Linked DNA regions of Mus musculus: region 1 is linked to region 2. The links are chromatin contacts, called in public HiChIP or PLAC-seq maps. All regions are on one chromosome and are shown on one strand. Each heading gives the region's core, a stretch centred on a gene start, on an enhancer-like site or on the middle of the called end of the contact. The rest is flanking DNA. Distances are from core to core; before and after follow the strand shown.

Region 1 (6,290 bases), core at 2,574-5,073, 65 kb before region 2:
GTGTGGATTTTGGTAGAAAGGCATTAATGAGGTTATCGAGAACAGTCACTTTTTATACAGACAACAATTCAGAGTTGTATAAAGCTGTGCTTTGAATCAGGAGACAGGTGAAAGGGAGCTAAGGGAGGGGGTGTGGCAGCACGGCACGCACATGCACACCTGCTAAAGAGATAGACACCATATGTTTTCAGGCATCATTTAGCTGTCAGCCATCTGCCATGAGGAAAGTAGTTTAATATAGACAATCAACTGTGGGAATATTAAGAAATTTAGCATGTTGTAAATCTAAACCAGAATTATGACATCATTGTTGCCTTTACATGAGAGCATGTTTATATGTAGCGTTTCAACGTAATTTTCAATAAAAATTGGCTTTCTCAAACCCTTGTATTTTTCTTAGCATTAATTTTTGAAGACTGTTTTAGGCCAAGTCTACTAATAAATGTATAACTCGTGTATTTCAATATTTAATAATACATAGTCAAGGTAATCTATAGAAAGAATAGTACATGCTAAACAAGACCAAAATTTAATCATTAGTAATGTCTTCAATTTTACCTTACAAACTTCTTATGTTTAGATACATTTCAAATTGTAGAAACCAGATTTTCTAGGTGATAACTTCCTATGGTATATGTATAGATAACTTGGGCACCTCCCTTGAGATGGTTAATCAAGCACGGTACCATACTAGTGTGCTGAATGCTCCTTCTCAAAGCCCACTAGGAGGCAATTGCAGGAATGAAGAAGAGAAAATGTAATTCTTTTAATAATGTCATACCCATTTACATTTTCTTTTAGCTTTCTTCTTTGGGGCACATTGGGTTCCATGAGTCTCTCGCATATCTGACTGGAGGTTGAGGGAAAGATGGTGGTCCTAAGAGACCAGATGGGACTCGGCTCATCTTCTTTGTCACTGACGAGCATGGGAAACATGGGAAGGTGTTATCAGTTTGTCTTGTAGAGACTGTGAATTTCTGTCCAAGGATGCTGTGGCACAAGTTTTGTAAGGAAGACAGGGGCCTTGGAAACCCTTTAAAAGAGAGCTTCTAAAAAGGCAATTTGACACAGGGACTTGGGGTTGCCCGAGTGAGCCTGTTCCAGAGTTCAGGTGCCAAGGTACAGAAAGTTACAATACGTCTTATGCTTTTGAAACAGACAGGCAGATAGACAACAGCACACAGTCATTACGAGTCAGTTCTCTCTAAGTGAAGCAAAGTACATGTTCAGAATGCTGTCTCCTAAACGAGAGAAAGCGCCGCTTCCCTGCTTCTGGAGACTCCGCCTTGTTTCTTCCCCCAAGCCTCCAGTGCTGACTTCCTGTCTCTCATCACACAGATGCGCTCAAGGGGGAGAAAAGCAAGTCCTCTCAATCACAAGGCACCTCAATCTCCTTTGACAACTGTGGTTGATTGGACAGTTACAGAGGAGGTGGTCAAGAATGTTTATAGAACACATCACCTAGTTAAGATAATGTCAGTACTTTATTACAATTATTCTTATAAGTGATTCACATGCTGTCTGGAGGAATTCCAACTCTGAATGAATCTGACCCACCTGACCTGTTGTTTCATCACCGTGGATTCCAGGGGCGTGGGTGTCAACCTTCTCGCCATTCATACAACTATCTAGCCATCCTCTTCTCTAGCTCTGCCTGGTATGCTTCATTCTGGGATCTCACCAACCTCTAAGAGGATCTGAGGTTTCCAGCTACCAAAGGGACTAGGTCTGCCTCAAATATTTGTACAGAATAAGGCATAGTGATTCCCACCTATGAAGCATAGGTGTCCTAATCTATTATCCATAACTCATTTACAGACCATATCTATTTGCTCATAGTGGTCTCATCTGTATATGGAAGTGTGATCACCTGCCACACAGGGTGAGGACCAGATGTGGAAGTATATTAAGGGTACAATATGGGGCCTACAAAGGCTCTCCATAAAGCACACACCACAGCCACCACACCAATGTTCTCCTTTGCACTACATTCACTGGGAAGTTGTAAACTTGCTTTCCCTGGGTTCTTTGCCTCCATGCTCTTATCAAGATTCATTCCTTCCATTCAATTTCCCCTTCATATGTGGTAGATGATTGTTTTCCCCTAAGTGATTGTCAGAATAATTTCAGATATTATCTCTCACTTGATTGCAGATGATCAGGGTGCAGATTTGCCATTATACTCTGTTCATAGAGTAAGAAAGGCTAGATTAAATGCCTGTGTGTGGATTGTGCATAGTGGAAACCTTCTGACGTCAGTCTGTTTCTTCTGTATGGTTTCCTTAATAATTGTTCAGTTGATTGTATTATGTAGTTTAATTGTCTCAGCTGCTTTTAATTTTCTTCCCATTTTTCAAATGCCCATTGATTTGCCCATCTCACGTGGATGGTTAAACCCTTGAGTATGTGTGTGTAGACAAAGACAGAGACACAGAGACACAGACACACAGACACACAGACACACAGACACACACACACACACAGAGAGAGAGAGAGAGAGAGAGAGAGAGAGAGAGAGAGAGAGAGAGAGAGAGAGAAGGAGAATGGGGGATGGGGGGAGGAGAGAGATGCATAGTCCATGCATATTCATACCATGGTTCTCAAGAAGTAGTCAATGTTCTCTAGGTAAGTGACCATTGATTTGATATAGCATTATAACAATGACTTTTTGAAGCATCTTGCTTTGATATGTTTGCTTGTGCTGCTGCTCATAGAATTATTCACTTCCAGTTTCTGTATATTATGCCATTATATCACACAGTCTGGGGCTCATTTTTTCTTTTCAAAATTTACCTTAAATCATGTTTATGTGTTCTCTCCCTCTTATTCTTTCTTTCTTGTTTTCTCTCTCTCCTGTTCTCTCTCTCTCTTTCTCTCTCTCTCTCGTTCTCTCTCTCCCTCATTCTCTCTCTCTCTTGTTCTCTCATTCTCTCTGTATGTGTGTGTGAAATATAATGGTAGAAGAACAACATTGCAGCCTGTGTCAGAATATATGATATCTACTAGAGTCCTTGTATATTAAAAAGCAGTGTGTATGTTAAACGTAAAACAACTCAGACCAGGGACTGCTGGTCCAGCTTATATTAAGATGTTCAAAGTGTTTCCTATACGTGTGGTTTTCTCTGTTACCTCTGTGAATGTCTCAGATAAGTTTTATTTATAGTTGTTTTACATGAAAATTTACCAAAAAAAGAAAATTTACCTATTTAGTTTTTTGAAATCCATCCTTAGTAAATATCTTTTTTGGGTGGGGGAGCCCTCTGCTAAGGCTGTTAAGACTTGGTTTATAGTAAAAGGTTTGAGATTTTTTTGAAGAAGGAACAAAGTCTAGTTGTTTATATTTGTGTGAGAAGTTTTTGTGTTGCCAGTGGTAACTACAGAGAATTATTTTAAACAGTGCCCTTTTAATAACAATGGTCTTCCCAAACGTAGTGTGGCGTAGCTTTAAACTTTATTAAGCCCGCCTTGTCCTCCTTCCCCTCCCTGAGTAAATGGAAGAAAAGTTTCCAGGCTCCTTGCTGGGAATTTGATTGATGCCCAGAACATCTGAAGGACTTTTGTGTCCTGCCTGCTCGCCGTGAGTTCATAATGTGTGAATACGTAAAAGAAGGTCAGCCCTTATCACATGTAATCGCGGCCTGAAAGCAGATCGGCACTGACAGTCAGATCCTGCATATAAGGGCACAAATCATTGCCTGCTCCGCTGAGACAAGTGGTGGGATCTTTACTCTCCCTTTTTACCCCTTCCCACTCAGGGGGACCTTGGCAGCGCAATGAAAGCCCAGCGAAGACGTGCTCAGAATAACGTGTCCCTCTTGGGAGGAGGAAGGGATTGTGTGTTTGTCATGATGTGACGGTCTTTCATTGAGCAGCTGAAGGCAGCTCTGGGTTGTTAGTGTCTAGTGGTGTGGAATGCTGCAAATTAGGACAGGCCAGGGAGGCAGGAGGCCTGAGAAACAGCCGAAGATGTGGTCTTTCCTGACTCCAAAGGCAGGGAAAATGTTTTTGTTCCCTGACTTGCTTTCCACTTTGCTCTCATGATATAGAATATTAATAGTTCCTTCTTAAACGTGAATTAAGTGTTTATTTAAAACCCAGAATAGTGTCATGGGTTATCAGCACTGTCCTGCAGGCAACACATGTACGAGCTTAAAAAATACTGTAGTTCAAAACTCCATGGAATGATAGGGATCAAAAATGTTGGAACTTCTAAAAGGAAGATGGAACATTGTGTCATCCTAACAGGCCTGTGCACTGGAACTGATACTTACGTAAATCATATTGCAAGCATCATGAGTAGAGATGTTCAGATAATAATTACAGCAGCACGGACATTATAGTCCTTTTTAAGAATAATGAAAGATGTTGCATCCTTATAGGTACAGAAGACAAAATTATTTATATTATTTCCAAATCTTTTGTAGTTTGCTTCAAACTATAAGCTAAAAGATGTAGTACTTGCTTTCTGTTTGTGCAACAGAAAAATGGAGAGTGTGCCTATGAGTATGGAAGCATTCTTTTCCAAACACAGAGGATGAAAGCAAAGCTTCTGTTCAGGAGACTAGACCCTTCCTGGCTTCTAATTTCCTTTCCAGCCTCCTGGTTGCTGCTCCCTACCCCAAATCTCTGGATCTTTGGGCACACCCAATTTCTCACATCTCTTTCAAACATGACTCCCAACATCTATTCATAATTGTATGTGATGTCTTGTTTTCTCTGTACAAGGGTTCCTTACACTGGAAATTCCTTCAAGGTCTAGGTTTATTTTAATTTTTAATTTTACCATATATGTGAATGTGTGTCTCTGTGTGTGTATACCTGTGTGTGCCCCTCCCCTCTCTGTGTGTGCATTCATTCATTTAGGTATTTTTATGTGTGAGTGTGGGTGTGCATGCATGCATGCGTGCTCCTGCATATAGAGATGAACATCAGGTGTCTCCCTTTATTTCTGCCCGTCATTGAAGTTTAGATTTCAGCCATCTCTGTCTTCCCTTCCCCCAGCTTGAAGTTCCAGATGCCTGCTAGTGTGCCAGGCTGGGCATCTGAACTCAGGGCCTCATGCTTCTGCAGTAGTGCAGGCAAGCTGCAAACCTCGCAGTCCCTGGGGACCAAGTTGCTATAAAGCCTCTCTCTTATGACGACACCCATCCTCAGGCCCCACTAAATTCTGGGTAGTCATTGTCTGTGTCTTCCCCTCCCACTGTAGGAAAAGGCAAGCTCTTTCCTGAAGGCAGATATTACCTATTTTTGCTTCTCATAGTAGAGTCACTAACACAGACTTATCTCCCCCAACATACATGCGGACACACACACACACACACACACACACACACACACACACAAGTCCCCAGCAAAGTCTGAGATAACACATTATATCATCAATGTAAAAATCAGGAAGATGGAATTTCCAGATGAAAATAAATCGGAAATTGACATTGGTAACAAGGTAATCTCAGTTTAGAAATATTCTTCTGCTTTAAATATATGAATATGTGATGAATTCAGCCAAAATAATTATATTCAAAGAGATCCCTCTCCAGATATAATTGGAATTATTTTAAAACCTGTTGTTTAAATGATAGCATCACTTGTCACAGGAACAGTGTGGCCCGTGCAACTTTGTGTCCTGTCCTTTTAAACAAGGGGAGTGAAGGTTCTCATGTCAGCAGGCAGGAGAATAATTTTCAAGAGCTGTCAGCCCCCTCTCTGATGTCTGCCTGCACTCACGATGGACCGCAGAATGCACTAATTCACTTGCTCACTGCACGTCACAGTCATGACAGCCCAGCCGAGCTGCCTGTTCACCGTGGCTGAGTGTCTAAGCTCTGTGCTGTACAGGTAACCCAGTCACACTCTATGATTCTGCAAGGATGCAGGATGTTTACAACTTCCCAGTCTGCACCAGACTCCTGCAGAGGTGCAGGACGGCAAACCCTCATGTTGACAGTGCTGTTCACAAACTTCTTCTTGACCTTCTCTGAGATGCCCGGTGGCAAAATGAGACATTAAAAAAAAAAAAAAAAGGAAAAAGAAAACTTTCCCCTCTGCAGCATTTATCAAAACATTGGTGTGTAATTAGACTGCAGAGTAAAGACGCTCAGTAGAAACCGAAGAACACCTAAGACGTAAACCATGGCTCTTCTCTTTCTGCTATTTCTTATAGATAAGGACCTTTAAAAGATTTTTAGCTTTTTTAAAGCTAAAGTAAATGTGAAAAAAAAAAGGCAGTTAGCTTTGACAGCTTCATAAGGAACTGTGTAAAGCAGTCACCAACTGCACGCTGCCCAGTG
Region 2 (5,923 bases), core at 2,385-4,884:
ATCTATATGTAAAGATCTACAGATACTTAGTGAATGTAAAGTTGGGCCAGTATTTTAAAAAGTTTGCTTCATAGAAAAATAAGTTCTTCATAGAAAAATCAGTCAGTATGATTGGCAGGGAAGGATGCTGGCTAGAGAGAGACAGTTCTCAAAGACAGAGTCAAAGGCAATTTCCATACAGGTACTTTGACATCAATGCTGGTAACTTCATACCCTCTTCCCATATACTGACCCAAAAGAGAAAAGAACAGAGAAAGAAGCACACAGTAATATTTTTTGTATTTCCCTCTGCCTATGGAAATCCACTTATGTCATAGGCTAGGGAGGAGGATGATTAATAAAACCCTTAGGAATCTGCAGCTTTGGAAACTGCCACTGCCTGCCCTTCCTTGCTCTTCCACAGCCTGTTGGTGAAAACGCTAGCTAGCTTATGGTTTCTATCTGTGCTGCCTGAAGTTGTTGTCTTCCCTTTAGAATCAGTCTGTATAGTCTATGTGCTCCTCAAATCGAGACTGCCTCCTCCTTGTGCTGCCTCCTTTGGTCCTTGATGCTTGAGTGTGTTCCACATACGAGAAAAAACAAAAAACAAAAAACAAAACTGTCCTCAACAAAACTGCTGTGTGTAAGCTATTGGCTACTTACTGATAAAAATCTACAAAATCAAACAGCAACTGTACAAGTTGTGTGTACCATTAGATTACTTGTGCTGGAAAATTTGAAAACTTATCGTGCTCCCTTGAAAGTGAAACAAGTGTTTTCAAAGACATGGTGTTCTCAGTCTGTTCTTTAAAATGGATTATGATCGAAACTTAAACTCAAAGGAAACTCAAGCATTCAAGAATTTGGTACAACTTTGAAAATGTGCAGGACTACTTATCGATCACTGGGAACTGTCAGTCCTTGGAGGCGTGCAAGAGTGGTTTTCAGCCATAGCCTCTAAGCTATCTTTCTAGTCCTATTTCCCTCCCTTTGAATAAAGGTATTATTGATGCCATTGTCTATGACTTGTGAAACTGCTTTCTATACCTCCACAATAATTCACAATGGGACTGGGTCCCAGAAGGCTGTTGTAAATCCAATAGCCTAGAAGTGAGAAGAATTAAAATCATTGCAGTCTCTAGATGCATAGCAGCCTAACAGGGAATAACTAACTCCCCCAAACCTTTGAAACAGGCAGACCCCCTCTTGCTAGTGTGGGCTCACTAGGGACCACTAAGTCTTCTAAAGCAGTCAGTCTCCTTCCTTCTTTCTCGGTGTTTCCAACTTTCCTTTGCTTTTCGAATACTGAACATATTAAAAAATAAAACATGAACGTGAAGAGCTATTGAATCGGGGATTATAACAAATATTACTACTTTGATCTCATGTCACTTTTAACTTGCTAAGTGTTTTTGCATTTTTATTGAGTAACTACTGGATCTCTGAGAATCCATGACTGACTTTTTTAGTATGCACCCAATTCTCAGTCCATTTGTCACTGACTCTTCCCTTCCTGTGACACAGAGGGACAACTCATTAATTGACAGTTACATTTGTTGACTGTGTGTCACTGTCCACATCCATAACCATTACTGTAACCCAACGATTCATCCATTAGTCATCTATGCATTTCACTTCATAACATTATTCCTCCTTTGACTTCCTTCATGGTTCTTTGTCTCATTGGCTCCTACACTATGAGAATAGTGACAGAAGCTTGGATACTTGGGCAGCAGAATAGCTTTTAAAAACTGATATCAGGGAGTAACTGTCCTTTCTGACACTGGATAGGCATCTTGATGGTGGGAATAGTTGGCCAGCTTGTACTCCAGAGCGTTGGTGCTTACTACAGAGTTAAAGGATTTCAAGTAATGCTCTACCTTCTGTAATTGTTCTGCTAGTTACCAGTTAATGTCCTTTGTTGGACAGGGACTCCAGTATGAGGTTTATAAAATACATTTGCTGTGTTGTAGATAATCAACAATGAAATCTTCCTCTCCTTCTCCTCTCATAGTCTCCACATATTTTATTTCTTTCTAAATTTATGACCTTGTATAGTGATCCTATACTCCAGGATGCCTCTTTCTTTCTCTCTATCCCTAATATATGCAACCATGCATGCAGGCATACATAAACACACACACACACACATACATACATACATACATATTATGTTTTTTTTATTTGTATCGGTATTTTACCTGCACATGTGTATGTTGACCATACCCATTAGCAAACCCTGGAGAAGCAAGAAGGTGCTGGATGTTTGGAAATTAAGTTATAGATGGTTTTTAGCCATTGTATGGATGCTAGGAGTTGGAATCAGGTCTTCTGGAAGAGAAACTAGTTGATCTTAATTTCTGCATAATATCTTTATCCCCCTTCTTCTTCGCATTTCTAGCTTTCAGATTTGCAAACAGGTTTTTAGTTTTGAAACTTGGTTTACTCTTCGTTTTGTTGTATTTTAAGTTGCCAACAACTTGACTCCCTCCTTCCCTCCCTTTAGTTGTGCTTGTTTGCTTGGTGGGGGGTTCTTATGGATTACCCTAATGCCCGTTTCTGCACACCATGATTTTGAGGAATACATTATATCATCTCAGATTTAATGCCTTATGTTGACACCTCTACTGCCTAGGAATTCCAACTGAGAAATACTGTCACCAATAGCCTGAACACAGAGGAAACCACACAAAGAGTATTCACTCAGATTTCTTGTGGTGAAGGTCTGTCTTACATATTGCCTTCAGTACTGTGTGTTTTACACTCCCGCTGAGGTTTCAGTCCGTTGAGTAAAAAGCTCCAAAGAATTTGAGCGTGGACTGTTCACAGGCATTTTTTCTTCTACAGCATCATGCATCCATTTGACCAGAGTCAAACACGGAGTTATCATTCTCCTTCCTAGCCAGTCACTAGTATGTTCCAGCTCCGCCCTTTGAGGTTTTATAAAATGAGACATGTTGGATCACTTGAGACCTAAAAACTAAGTAAACAGTTGTAAGGATGTTGATGGTAACTCGAGGGCTAATGCATGGCTGAATGCTGCTCCCACTAATGCAAGCAGACAGACCTACAAATCACGGCTCATACAGCTCTCACAGCTTTGTTCCCATGACCTTTAGCACTCCATTGTCATGTGCCTTGGACACTGCACATGCATATGGATGAGAAGAGGATGGAAGATGTGGACTCCACGCTTTCTTTCTAGGGACACGATGGCAGCTTGTGACTTATTGGGAACCCACAGTATAAGTCCTGATTTATGAGGAGAATCTATCTCTTTGTACACAGCCCTGTATACACAAGTTATTCTTTTCAGTTTACTCCCAGGTTAGCGGATAATGAGTGGGAGTAAATAAGAGGACTTCCAATTCAAGGCCCAATGCTGTAACTGTTTCTGTTCAGCTTTATATATATTCATACTTTCTCACGAAGTCAATTTCACCATATGTAAAACAGAAATGGTATTATCTTCAAATGATCAATAAGAAGATGAAATGTCATGTAACAACTGAAAGTCATTTTTATTTAGGAAACATTAAAATTTACTTAAATCAAGACATTTCTATAAATTCTATTTGTATCCATACCCAATAGTGTTTGCTGCCAATGCTCAGTGTCTTGCTGTGCCATGCCAGCCCAAAGAGAGAGAGAGAGTGCTAAGAACCTTAGCCTGCATCGCCTCTGCTGTGATTGGTTAATCCCACTTCTGCCTATCTTCCACCACCCTGCCTTAGATGCGTGTGTTTCACTGCCTCCAATGAGAGTCAATCCCTGCACTCTCAGGCACAGGTTCCGGCTTTGCTTTGCCTCCCTCTCTTTCTCAGTGACTTTGTGATATTTGGGAAACTACTAAAGTTCTCTGACCCTTAGACTCCTCACATAAAGGGTAGGGATGGTATTAGGTTGTCTGTCTGGAAAGGTGATAGGGACAAGATAAGTTCACTGAGAATATAAACACTTTTTAATGGTAATTAATGATACATGGAAATTTCACTCCCCTCTTTCCTGAGTTTCTAAGTGAAGAGAAAATGACTTTAATGATCAGTGCGTCTAATTTCATAGATGCAGATGTTGGGAGGTCCTCAACAATGTGTAGGAAAAAACAGCAGCAACAAAACAACAACCAAAAAATAAACAAGCAAAAAAAAAAAAAAAAAAACCAACAGCATGACTTTTCCCTATCTATAATGAAGCCAATGGAATTAATTTATCTTTATTTTTATGAGTCCTGTGTTCTCTTCCCTCACTCTCTTCCTTGTCCTGTTTGGTCTTCAGCACAGATGGGTACTGCTTCACGATGATAGAAGAAGATGACTCTGGAATGCCTGTTGTCACCTCTGGATGTCTAGGACTAGAAGGGTCAGATTTTCAATGTCGTGTAAGGAAAATAATTTGAATTTACTTTGTAACTTACATTGACAAGATAAAGTAAGCCCTTTGTCATTGCTATCCCATGTTGAATAATTTGCAAAATAATTGAAAATTCTCAATAGTCAATTCTTTCTTCATTTTCAAACCATGTTTTTTAAAATTAGCTGTTAACATATTACTTAGTTTCCAATTAGACTATCTTTAAAATCCAGAGTATTTATTGGTTAAATTGAGACTTCATTATTTGCTTATCCAGTGTACTCTGGTTGCTACAAGTACAATAATATTTTATTGAAATGTAAATGCTGTAATGGTACATTATAATTTGAAATAAGTTTTCTGATGGAAACTAACCTTTTCAAGATTTTGAGCAAAGTTATTAGAATATTAAATGTGTATTTTAGTGACAATCTGTCCAAATTTTAGATGGTATGACATTGAAATATGGAGGACACCCACTAATAGCTGTTGGCATTTCATTTTAGGACACTCCCATTCCTCATCAAAGAAGATCAATTGAATGCTGCACAGAAAGGAATGAGTGTAATAAAGACCTCCACCCCACTCTGCCTCCTCTCAAGGACAGAGGTAAGAGAAGTGAAGGGGGCTTTGCTTACTGGAAATGAGCACTGGACTCTCTTATTTTGCCAAACTCATTGGTGCCTTGACAATGTTTGCTTTTAATTGGTCTCATTACCCACTGCTGGAGTAGAGTGTTGACATCATGACAATCAACAAATGCGCAAAGATCATGGCTTGGTGGCTGTGTATAGCTGTATTCTTAAGATCCCTGTTGGCTTCTCCCCACCTCTCTCCAGATAGCTCCAGTTTGGACAGCTTACAGGGAGCTGCTAGGAGGTAGAGAAAATAAATAATGCTTCATACTTACTCTCTAATATCATTCAGAATTGGGTCTTAATTAAATCTACTCTGCCATAATATGCATTCGAAAAATAAAGACCTTATAAATGACTAAATGAAAGATTGTTTCGTCTACCACATTTTATTTTATCTCCATAACAAACTGGTTTTATTAAATTAATAGCATATTTCTAAAATAGATCATATGTTTAAAAGTTTTAATTTTAGTGCTTACATACTTAGGTATATTTAAAATGATAACTCTTGCATACTTAAAGACATTTTTGGCATGGATTTTGACAGCAGCCTCTAGATTTCCTTTCCCTTCCTCGAGCTCATCACAAATACATGATTTATAAGTGCTATAGATTCCTAATTCTTATGTGCATAATTTAAAATGAAACTTCAAGATTGACATTATTTCTTGAGAGAGTGTATTAACTATAAAACATAGTAGTGTTTCATTCTTTTGACAATGTTTCATAAATACATTCCCATTACAGCATGAAGCTTTTCAGTTTTATTCTAGAAATTCACATAAGAAGTTCACAGTTTTCCTTATTTCCTTTACAAGCAACATCCTAAGTGTTAGAGATATAGAAATTGATGAGGAAAACATTGCTTGCAGAAATAGTACACTAAGATGTAAGAATTACCATGGAAAAACTTAATTTACATTTGGTCACTAGTAGAGATAGATAACAAATTATAT

What was found. HiChIP or PLAC-seq counts read pairs in DNA pulled down with a chosen protein or histone mark.
Region 1: an H3K4me3 HiChIP or PLAC-seq map of neural tube shows a contact between it and region 2, with 2.5 times the contacts expected there. The contact joins two enhancer-like sites. A contact is called at or near these places in 5 of 484 Hi-C or Micro-C datasets (brain, embryonic fibroblasts, granulosa cells and 1 more) and 2 of 115 datasets of contacts at active chromatin or transcription factors (neural progenitor cells and neural tube).

Annotation. Positions count from the first base shown.
Region 1 is chr3:141,934,279-141,940,568 of GRCm38.p6, reverse strand. All of the region lies in intron 2 of Bmpr1b (bone morphogenetic protein receptor, type 1B), which reads left to right. Among named protein-coding and RNA genes, the nearest start is that of Bmpr1b, 230 kb to the left of the region's middle. Within about 2 kb of position 3,823, at least 46 of the 459 cell types and tissues checked have an H3K27ac peak or open chromatin away from gene starts, as enhancers often do. A contact at or near this core is called in neural tube, where this site is marked.
Region 2 is chr3:141,869,737-141,875,659 of GRCm38.p6, reverse strand. Bmpr1b (bone morphogenetic protein receptor, type 1B) reads left to right here. Exons shown (of 12, transcript NM_001277217.2): 4 at 4,255-4,357; 5 at 4,836-4,938. Among named protein-coding and RNA genes, the nearest start is that of Gm15689, 190 kb to the right of the region's middle. Within about 2 kb of position 3,634, at least 4 of the 459 cell types and tissues checked have an H3K27ac peak or open chromatin away from gene starts, as enhancers often do. A contact at or near this core is called in neural tube, where this site is marked.